2 separate regions of the Zea mays genome follow, and region 1 is linked to region 2. A link is a contact called in public Hi-C data. All regions are on one chromosome and are shown on one strand. Each heading gives the region's core, a stretch centred on a gene start, on an enhancer-like site or on the middle of the called end of the contact. The rest is flanking DNA. Distances are from core to core; before and after follow the strand shown. Region 1 has its middle 6.3 kb from the start of LOC100192638. Region 2 overlaps LOC100272492.

What was found. Hi-C and Micro-C count contacts between places; a contact is called where the count stands out from the background.
Region 1: a Hi-C map of bundle sheath shows a contact between it and region 2, with 5 times the contacts expected there. The contact joins two enhancer-like sites. A contact is called at or near these places in 3 of 25 Hi-C or Micro-C datasets (bundle sheath, ear and tassel).

Annotation. Positions count from the first base shown.
Region 1 is chr4:187,155,505-187,160,401 of Zm-B73-REFERENCE-NAM-5.0, forward strand. No RefSeq gene overlaps it. Among protein-coding and RNA genes, the nearest start is that of LOC100192638, 6.3 kb to the right of the region's middle. Within about 2 kb of position 1,752, at least 20 of the 20 cell types and tissues checked have an H3K27ac peak or open chromatin away from gene starts, as enhancers often do. A contact at or near this core is called in bundle sheath, ear and tassel, where this site is marked.
Region 2 is chr4:186,791,964-186,797,356 of Zm-B73-REFERENCE-NAM-5.0, forward strand. LOC100272492 reads left to right here. Exons shown (of 1, transcript NM_001317725.1): 1 at 1-278. The coding sequence ends at 82. Among protein-coding and RNA genes, the nearest start is that of LOC100272492, 4.0 kb to the left of the region's middle. Within about 2 kb of position 3,563, at least 18 of the 20 cell types and tissues checked have an H3K27ac peak or open chromatin away from gene starts, as enhancers often do. A contact at or near this core is called in bundle sheath, ear and tassel, where this site is marked.

The DNA.
Region 1 (4,897 bases), core at 502-3,001, 360 kb after region 2:
AGTGAGAGAGATTTGCTTGTGTTCTTTTGAGCTCTTGCGCTTGGATTGCTTTCTTCTTTCTTGATTCTTTATTGCGATCAAACTCACTTGTAATTGAGGCAAGAGACACCAATCTTGTGGTGGTCCTTGTAGGAACTTTGTGTTCCAAGTGATTGAGAAGAGAAAGCACACTCGGTCCGAGTGACCGTTTGAGAGAGGGAAAGAGTTGAAAGAGACCCGGTCTTTGTGACCACCTCAACGGGGAGTAGGTTTGCAAGAACCGAACCTCGGTAAAACAAATCCGCGTGTCACACCTCTTAATTGCTTGCGATTTGTTTTGCACCCTCTCTCGCGGACTCGATTATATTTCTAACGCTAACCCGGCTTGTAGTTGTGATTATTTTTGAGAATTTCAGTTTCGCTCTATTCACCCCCCTCTAGGCGACTATCAGTTTACAAGCTAGCCCTTAGAGCTTGTTTGGGAGTAAGAATACTAGAGGTAATTGTAGGGGGCCAAAGTTCTCTTGCTATTTAATTTTAAATAACAATGGAATTTTAGCTCATCTAATCCTGTCTGGTATCTTTGCGCCCAAACAACCTATTCTGTATGGTCAAACTTCACTCGACGGGCACGGGCAGTAGCTAAAAGATTTTGGTTTCTGCTGATTACTGGAGCTAAAATGAACCCTTTCTTCCACTCAGTGCGGGACTACCGTATATTTCTTCGGAGCTAAACAAGGTGGGTCTCTAAGCACCGGCTCTGCTCTTACCAAAGAATAGTTAAATTTTGAGAAAAGGTAGCACAAACACTCAGAGAAGAAATAAGTGAAACTTAAAGGGGTGTTTGGTTTTTAGTGATTAATTTTTAGTCCCTTCATTTTATTCTATTTTAGTTCCTAAATTATCAAATATAGAAACTAAAATAGAGTTTTTTTATATATTTGGAAATTTAGAAACTAAAATGGGATAAATTGGAGGGACTAAAAATTAGTACATAGAAACCAAACAAATTGCATACTTTGTAGTCCTAGCTCTCTCTCTTCCTACTATCTGGCTAACCTTTTGCACCCACCTTTGTGACTTGTGTACACTAAACAGCTGATACTTATAGAAGTTTTAAAAGCGCCACCTATTGTAAGTTTGTAACCCACGTACGGTCTCCACTGTGAGGATCTCAATGAGATGTATGTATTCTGCAGTAAGCTCATGACAGAATAATCTAATATTCACCTGATTGAAGTATCGTTTCCTATAATTAAGCCTCTCAATGAGATGTATGTATGTATGTATTCTTGGCTATTGACTGCCTGCCAGCACTTGCTTCAGAACAAAGATTATTTGGCTTGGTACCAAGAACTCTGCGAGAAAATCCTAGGTAGTTCACTGATGACTAGGCCACCATCATAGTAACATGACATCATTCTTTAACCCAAAACTTTCAGTTCAGACTGGCCCATTCGTGCGTGTGCACTGCACTGCTGCGTTGGGCTCGACAACAGAGCTTCCACCACAGACACTGATGCGAGAAACACGCTGCCTAGGGAAACCCAACGAAGACGATGAGTAGCCCGCACTCCTCCACACTTTGTTACCAAGAACATATTCGCGTCGGCCAATTACCCACGCATGCATGTCCGATGCAACGGAACACGCTGTGTGACTGCCTCCCTTGTGAGTAAAGCAAGTGTATATGTAATATGTGCTTCGCCCTTAAATAGAAGAAGGAACGTTTGTTAGATGGGCCAGCTCGACTGCAGCCCATCTGGGCCTAAACAAAACTGCAGCCCACCTTGGCTGCAGGGTGGTCCAGCAGTAGACAATTTCCCTACACGAAAGACCGTACCGTACCGCAGCAATGGTGCAAATCTTTAAAAAAAACGATCACACCCAAAACGCACGGCCATTTCCCAACCTCTAAAAAAGCGGTGCGTGATAGATAGATACCACGCATCGACCGTCAAAAAGGATCGGACGCGATGCCACTGCAGATGCAAAAGCAGAATTCGCGCTGAGGGATCACGCAACCAAGGATCTAACCGCACTAAGCGAGAGTGCACCGGCAGGTGCCAGTCGGAAGAGTAATCTATCTGCCTGGCCGCCGCACGCACTGCACGTTCACGGTATGCCAAGGCCAATTTGATACAGCGAACTTACCAGTCAGTCAGTCATAAAGCTAGCTAGTGAAACCGTGTGGAGAGAAAGGCGTATAGCGAGTGTGCTCATCTTTCAGGAACCAAAGTGAATAAGGCCGTAAGATCAGCCCGGATCCCAGCCGCCACTGATCGTCCTCCACCTCTGTCGTGGCAGGAAAAGGTCCTATATAATATAAATATACTTGCGTCTGTGGCCTCCTATAAAGCGACGCTGGATACATGTGACAAGCACTATATACCAAATACCATCACGGACAAGACACGGGAGATGATGACGAGCTGTAGCTGTGCGTGCATGTACCCCCGTCTCCGTACATATATCTAGCCCACGGATCTAGCCTGCCGGTAGTGCGCCAGTGATCGTCTAGCAGCGTCGCCTCTCCTCCAAAGATCCGTCAAAAAGCTGCTGAGGACGGATCAAAAGGCGCCTGATGACCAGCAGACCGATCAATCATGCTGACTGCCTCACTACCTCTAGGCTCTACCGGCCGGAAAGCAGCAGCAGCGGTGGTGCGCGCGACCACGAGCCACGTCGCCACGAGGTCCAGGTTAACCAGGGCCGATCCCGCACGCACGCGCGCGCTCCGCGACGGCGACGCGCACGTGAGCAAGGGGCGCCCGGCGAAACGGCTAGTGCGCGCACGCCCCCATGGTGAGGGTGCATATGGCCCGCCCCGTCGTCGTACGCGTACGCGTCGCGCGCCCCAGGTCGGCCGCGGCACGGCGGCTCGGCGGTCGTGCTCGGCTTTTGGGCTGGGAGATGTCGCGCCGAGCCCGTGACGCGGAAGGGGGGTTGTCGCGACGCACGATGGATTGGACACGGCTGTCTCCGCGTGTGGGCGGGTATGGTCTTGGCTTCGCCTGCGCGGTCTCTCGAGGCGACGACGGCGACCCGGCGGCGGTCGTCTTTCGGCCCGGCGTGCCTAGTGGAGACGAGGGCCGGGGCGTCAGATGTCGGCGCCGGTCAGGTGCCGCCAGCTGCCCGCCTCGTCGCACTAGGAAAGTACAACACCGGAACTGGCACTGGGCGAGCAAAAGCGTGGTCTTTCCACGTCTTGCCTCTCTTTCACCCGACGATGAATGCGCGCGCGGTAGATTTTCAGCAGAGTGGTTTGATGAAATCATAATATTTATGATGTTATCAAATTACTATCCTTAAAAAAATATTTTCTAGTATATACATTTAGAATCGTAATTTTTGACATTATCTTCTATAAACTTGGTTAATTTTAGAATGGTTTGGTTAAGCCAAATCTAGAACTGTTTCGTTTGGACGATGGATGGTAGCAGAGAAGACGCTACTGTTCGTTGGTCCCCTTCGCCGTGCCGTCGTTCTCGTCTTGACTTTATACGGCGCTTTTCCTCCCAGCAGATCGTCCCATCAATCTCCTACAGAGGCAACAGCAACGTCGTCTCCACGCATCGTCCACAAAGACGGCGAGCCAAGTTGACCTGCACCAGGATAATGGTACCCAACCCATCACCCATGCCACAGCGACTCGGTCAACGGCTCGCCATTCGCCTGGGGTCGTGGTAGCAACTCGCTGTCTCGGATCGGACGACGATGTCCGACTCTAAGGGTGTGTTTGGTTGCCTGCATCTGCTCGTGCTTGCATCGCGGGATGCGGGTAGCTGCTGTTTGGTTGCTGTGAGCCAGGCTATGCGCGTGCGAGCTCTGTGTTTGGTTGCCTGCATGTAGATTTGGATCCAGACTCGCACGATCCTTAAAGCACCTTGGGCCAGGCTCACCAGATACGAGCAGATTGGTCGCATCTCCAGAGCCAGGCTCCAGTGATCCTGGCTCACACAGCCAGGTTGACGAGAGAAACCAACCAAACAGACCCTAAGCGTAGCGCGTTCGGACGCGATGAGTACCCCTGTACCTTGTGGCAGTGCCATATAGTATTGTCGCTACCGTCACCACCTCGCTCGCTGTTGCCAGCGCGCAATGCATCCATCTGCGCTTTTCATTATTGATGCGTTGGGCCCGCGTGCCAACGCATCTGATGACATTGAAACCGGTGGCCATTGCTGCCGTGCCGACATGCTTCTTCAAGCACGGTGGATGCAAATAATTAGGATAAAAAAACGATCAGAAATGGTCTGAAAAAGTCTAACCATTTCTAAAAGACAACTAGGAGAAAAATATTCAATTTGTATCATTTTATATCTAAGGATAAACAAAAGTCGAGTAACGGCTGCCCTTGAACCTTGATCACTTAATTAGTTGTTATTACTTAGACAAACTTGAAAAAAATAATTAAAAAAATACAGCGGCATGCATCCCGTGCTAACAACGACTGATCGACTGACAGATGATGGTAGGCCGGCCAAGGCGACCGGGTCGGTCCCGGTGTGCAGCAGGATTAAATTAGCGATGGACAAACACCAGCAGAGAAGATGGCGCGGAGGAGGCCAGGCCAGGGCGCGCAGGCCATCCACGGCAGTCGACATGCACCGGAACATCAAGGCAGGCAGCCACTCATCAGCGACTATCCTGAGATGCTAATTGGGCCCCTGCCGGCCGGGGGCATATAAACGGCTCGACGATCAGTGAGTGATTAGATTCTGCGTTCTGCGGCCATGACCATGACACGGTTTTGGGGCACAGGCCGGCTGCGATGGTCCGGCTCCGGCAGGATCGTTGTATTCTTTGTCTCAATAAGCTGGTGCTGCGGTCCCTGCTTTGGAGTGTGTGATGGAGATATTGGAGAATCAAGCGTGCCTTGTTGCTTTCGTGGTCGTCCTTTTCTCGGATCCCATGT
Region 2 (5,393 bases), core at 2,313-4,812:
CGTCGAGGAGGCGGGCACATTCAGGCGGTGCCCCGAGTGCAACGAGAACGGGCTGGTGCGGTGTCCTCTCTGCTCCTTGTGAAAAATCTCAGAGCTGCTCTGCTATTGCTATGGGTTATGAGATTTGTAGTGTGCCGTGTGGGTTACTGGGTTTGTAAGATTTTGCTGAGGAGTAATTTTCGTTCTAGCTGCGAGGGTCTGTACAGAAGTTACACGCATGTGTAACTTTATTGGGTAGGACTGATGAAGCGACAGATGACCGTATTTATGTTTTTGTTTGATGACTGGATTTGAATGTGTATAAGCACAAGACATGACAGCAGTCTGATGAACAGATATGCATTACAACTGCACAAGACATGACAGCAGTCTGATTGCGCGTGAACCGGATTGAAGATGCGATGAAGCAGGTCTGCAGGTGGCCGTGTTTGTCCCGCTCCCGCACCGCATGGATATGCGACACATGCCAATGCAGCAATGCTACGTGCGCGCGTACGAATTACGAACGTGCGAACTGCTACGGGGTCGCCAACCGGGCTTTTTTTTTCCATTTTATTCTACGTCTACACTTCGGTTGTGACTTCGGCATCTTGACCTACGAAGTCAAGAACGTACAATACCAAGCTTACACGGCTCAAAGTCAGATGATTTCGATGTCTTAACCTACGGCGTCAAATTTACATGACTCGGCATTTTACACTTTAATTCTTATTTAGATTTTGAATTTGTGTATAGAAACAATTATATATTGTTGGGGTCATCAAAGTTGTACAACTTTGCTACATGATATAAATTTAATGAAATTTAATAGTGTTTTGCTAAATAATTTATAAATTTTATGAGGGTCGACTGACCGCCCCAATAAACACTCCTAAAATAGCTCCTGATAGGAGACACGGATGGAAAGATTAAAGTGAACCATGTGCCCTTACAAAACTAAAAAAGTTCTAAAGCCAAAGAAAGCCAACACACATTGTTCATATTATTTCTGGCACCTGCGAAAGTTGTACAATTTGGCACGAATATCCGCGTGGTGGAACCTCTGTGTTTAAGTGTAAACCAGTGCCATTGGAAAGGTAGGAGAGGTGCTTAGGCCAATTTTGAGTGATAGTTTCATCACATAATTTTCAATGTTGCCACATCATCCTTATTTTCCCCAACATTCGCCTACTTCATTTATGTACCCTCACCAGCTCGTGCACAGCTCTCCTCCATTGAAGGTCACACAACCTCCCTTTGTGTTCTTGGTGATATCTTTTGAGATTGGGTTTAGAAAGTGGGTGAGAAAGCACCAAAGCAAGAGGAAAACTTTCTAGCGCCTTGGTTATCCCTCTATATTGGTGTTCGAGTTTATTAGTCATGGAGCTTGGCTCCTGACATCTAGAGGTTGTCCAGAAGCTCCCAATCATGAGCATTGAAAGTTTGTAATGCCCTTCCATCGCTATTGTAATAACTCAAGCTCGGTCTTTATGGTTCTTTCGCTAGAGTTTGTATGAAGTTGAGACACCCAAAAAGCTTGTTATTTTACTCGATATAAATTTCACACTAACTATTTTTGCCGTTGTAGTTTCAACTAGGATAAGAAACCTCTATGGATTCGTTCGGAACTTTCACGTCATGAAAGTTACGCATGAACCTATGGATGCACAACCGTTGCGATCGAGTTTCAATCTAGAGCATCTCCAAGAGCGAGTCTTAAATTCGGGTCCTAAATTTCGAAATAGAACCCAATTTAAATGATGTAAAGGATCAACAATATTTAGTACTCCAGCAAGAGAGCCTATAGTCACTGTTACAATTGAACTATCAGCCTATTCCCTCTATTCGCATGTATCCTAGTTGTCGCATGCCTACACCGCTAGGGCCAAAGAGCTGCACAACCTCCTTGAAAACAGAGGCACGAGCTGTTGTGCATCACCAAAACATAGGTGCAGGGTCTGTACATTTGCAGCAAAAAACAGAAACAACAGCCGCCAATTCTGTGCGAGCACAAAGGAATCCTAGCTTTTTAGATGCTCGTTATACCCATGTTAGTAACTTATACTATGATTCGTTGATTCAAGAAGCATTCCATGCTCGTTATACCCATGTAGACAAGCATTCTGGGATACATGAATTACTCCAATTAGAACTTCACTTTAAGGCCTTGTTCGGTTAATCCCGTTACCTATGGATTGGATGGGATTGGAAAAAAATATGAAGAAGTTTGACTTACTTGGGATTTAAACCCATCCAATCCCACTCAATCTACATGGATTGAGAGCTAACCGAACAAGCCCTAAAGAGGATATTCCATTTTATTATACCTGACGGGGAGAGGCGATAGGGGTACCAATACCATGAAGTTTTATGGGAAGGTAGGAATGTGGGAAAATAGATAGGGCTCATAGACAAGGTAGTATATTTGAGGCTTCACTCACCGTTACCGAGTTCTAAACGTGTTTGACAAAAAATGTAAAATAGGATCTTTATTGGAAGCTATTTGTATTCTCGAGTCCTATATTTCAAAATATGACTCAATTCAAGACACTTGTTATAATTGCTCTTATTCGCCTTCTTTATTCTTTGCCTCATCCTTGCACGCCACAAAAGTTAGGCATGTCACAGTTTATTAGAGACATGTTTGGGTCACTGCCGCATCTATGGCAAACATTTTTAGCATATTTTCCCCACATGCCATATACTAATCTTCTTGCTAAAAAAAGTATATATGGCATAATAAACTTCAATGTGAACTGAACATGCCCAATGCTGGTAAAAAATATAGGAAACCATATGAGATACAACATATGGCCCGCTTAAGACCCAAGGATTTTCTAGAAACCATTCTAGTCTCAATGGAGAATACGAGATTTAAAAAAAACGACATTTCATACGAGACCTAAATGAAGTAAGGCCCCGTTTGTTTCCTTTCATTTTGAGGAATTGGAATCTTACTATTAGAATAGGCTATTTTTTAGAATGTTACATTCCACCACTTTCCAAAAATATCATATAAACCTATCTCAAATTCATAGGGTGAGAGATGAAAATTGATTCTATAGATTTACATGCTATTTTTCTGATGTACAACTTATAACATACTCTTCTACTTGCTTCGTTATAACATGAATATAATATATAACCATCTATCTCATATGATGATTTAAGATAATATACAAATATATTACATATATAAATATATAAACTTAATTAGTTTTATCTAAACTATAATTATTAAAATGGAATTAAATTCCAACGAAACAAACGAGCCTAATAGTATTTCCTAATAGTATTTCGGCCCATGAATCCCAAGAACGCTGCTACCACGGCCAGGGCGAAAGAAAAATGAAGCAGGTCCGAGGTCCAGGGTGGAGGTGCAGCAGGCCTAAATCGGATGGACACAGGCCGGTTCAGAAAAGAGAGGAGTCCTGTTGGGACGCTGGGAGTGGGAGGGCCTAGCTATTCGCCGGTTGCCGGTCCCCTACGGAAAACAGCCACGTCTGGGCAGGCGTAGCGTAGGTGCCTGCTGCCATCAACCACTACCGCGTCCAGGTCCATTCCAAAAGACAGCCTGTCGTCGAGTTCATCGGAGACAGGCAGGCCTAAAAGGCTAGTAAGGGCCTGGGACTAACCAGACCAGGTCGTCCAACACGCTAGGCAGCCCATCAAGTTGGTTCTCCTCCACGCCGACGCCGCTATGATTTTTTCCCTTGCAAAACCCATGCTCGCTAATGATGGAACCGAGAAAAGAACCACAGCGTTCTGACTGAGACACCTGGGCAATGAGTTGAGATGATTTTTTCCAGACAGAAACCTGCTGCGCCCACTTGAACTCGTAGGATGGTGGCTACGGTCTCTACCTGTAGTAGCCTGTCAACCTCGACCCAATCGGGTTCCTTAACGTACACCATCTTCTCCCGGGCTGTTGTAAACTGTACTAACTACTAATATAGGCAGGCTGTAGCCATGAATGAGAAGGATAGCTGCCTGGAGTACGTCCTCCACCAGATTAGAGACTACTCCTGCAGTCCTGCTATAGGTCAGTGCAGCTAGCGGACACCGCAATTATTTGCGACAACGAGAACGTAACACCAACCGATAATATTGCATGGCCGCCCCCGGACCCCCTTTTCGTCGTATGGGAGCAACTTTTTTGTTGTTGTTGTTGTTGTCGTCGTCGTGCAACGCACTGTGGCTCCGGCTGTACGTGACAGGGATGTTTTTTTTTGGATGGAGGGAGCGTGGTTGCTGCTGCAATCACGCCATGGTGTGTCCCCATGGCAAAAACTAACTTGTGCCTCTGTGATCATGTCCCCTGTCCCATGCATACACGACCGGGACAGACAAACTTTCACCAGCTACCAAGCGCGTTTTCAGATGGCGGTCTCAATTTTCAAGCGGGAGCAGCACTGATCAACACAGCGGCCGCACAGGGCAGGCGATCGCGGCAAAGCTGGGAGCAGGAAACACCAAGCAGTAGTAGTAGTAGCTCACGTGCCGTAACGGAAGCAATTATAAAAGACACGGCCGGGTGAGCGCGAGGCCGGTTGCGCCATCTAGAGGTGACGGCCAATGGTTTTGGATCGTCAGTTGGTGGTGATCAGCTGTTACTAAACAGCCGGGAAACGACCCCCGCGCGGGGTTGGCTCATAACGCGGGAAGGTACGCGTGTAAAGCAAGCAGCCGGTTTGTCTGGTTCTGGCTTATTACTTGTCACCTCAGTGGAGTGCTCGGGGTTTGTAGAACGCTACCCTCTCTCTCTCTCTCGTCCCTTTCTTACCCTTTTCCTTTGGAAGCGGAGGGAAGGAAAGAGATAGAGAGAGAGAGAGAAATCAGCTCGAGTGAGATGGGACGTTAACCTCCATCGATCATGGCAACTGCGATGGCACTGGGTCTGGGCTGCATGCATGGCGGCCCTGCGACCTCTCGTCGCTAATTACGCGAGAAACACGCTAAAACCTCCAGAGCAGACAAAGACAACGGAGAGCGAGAGCTTGGTCGGAGTCCATATCCGATCCGAACGCGAGCGTCCGGACTGTGTTGGCGCTGTGCCTGTGCTGTCAGGAAAAGGATTTGGACGACTCCGCAACAACGCCAGTACCGAAGCGATGTGCCGCCTTTTCTCTTACGTACTACTACTTACTTGCTTAGAGACCAGACCAACCACAAAGTGCTTGTTATCAAACAGAACACAAAAGAAAGGCCGAGTCTTTCCATTCAGTTTGCAGGATGGCTCGGTATGTCTGTCTCTCGACGCGCTTTCTTCCCTATGAACGGTTTTGTCCTCTTATATCAGTATGAAATATCTACAAGATGCACCTTATGTCTCAGAAATTGAGATTCACCTGACTAGAAAGACGAAATGGGTATTAGGCCTGTTGCAAAAGGCATACATACACAATGTTCTAAAG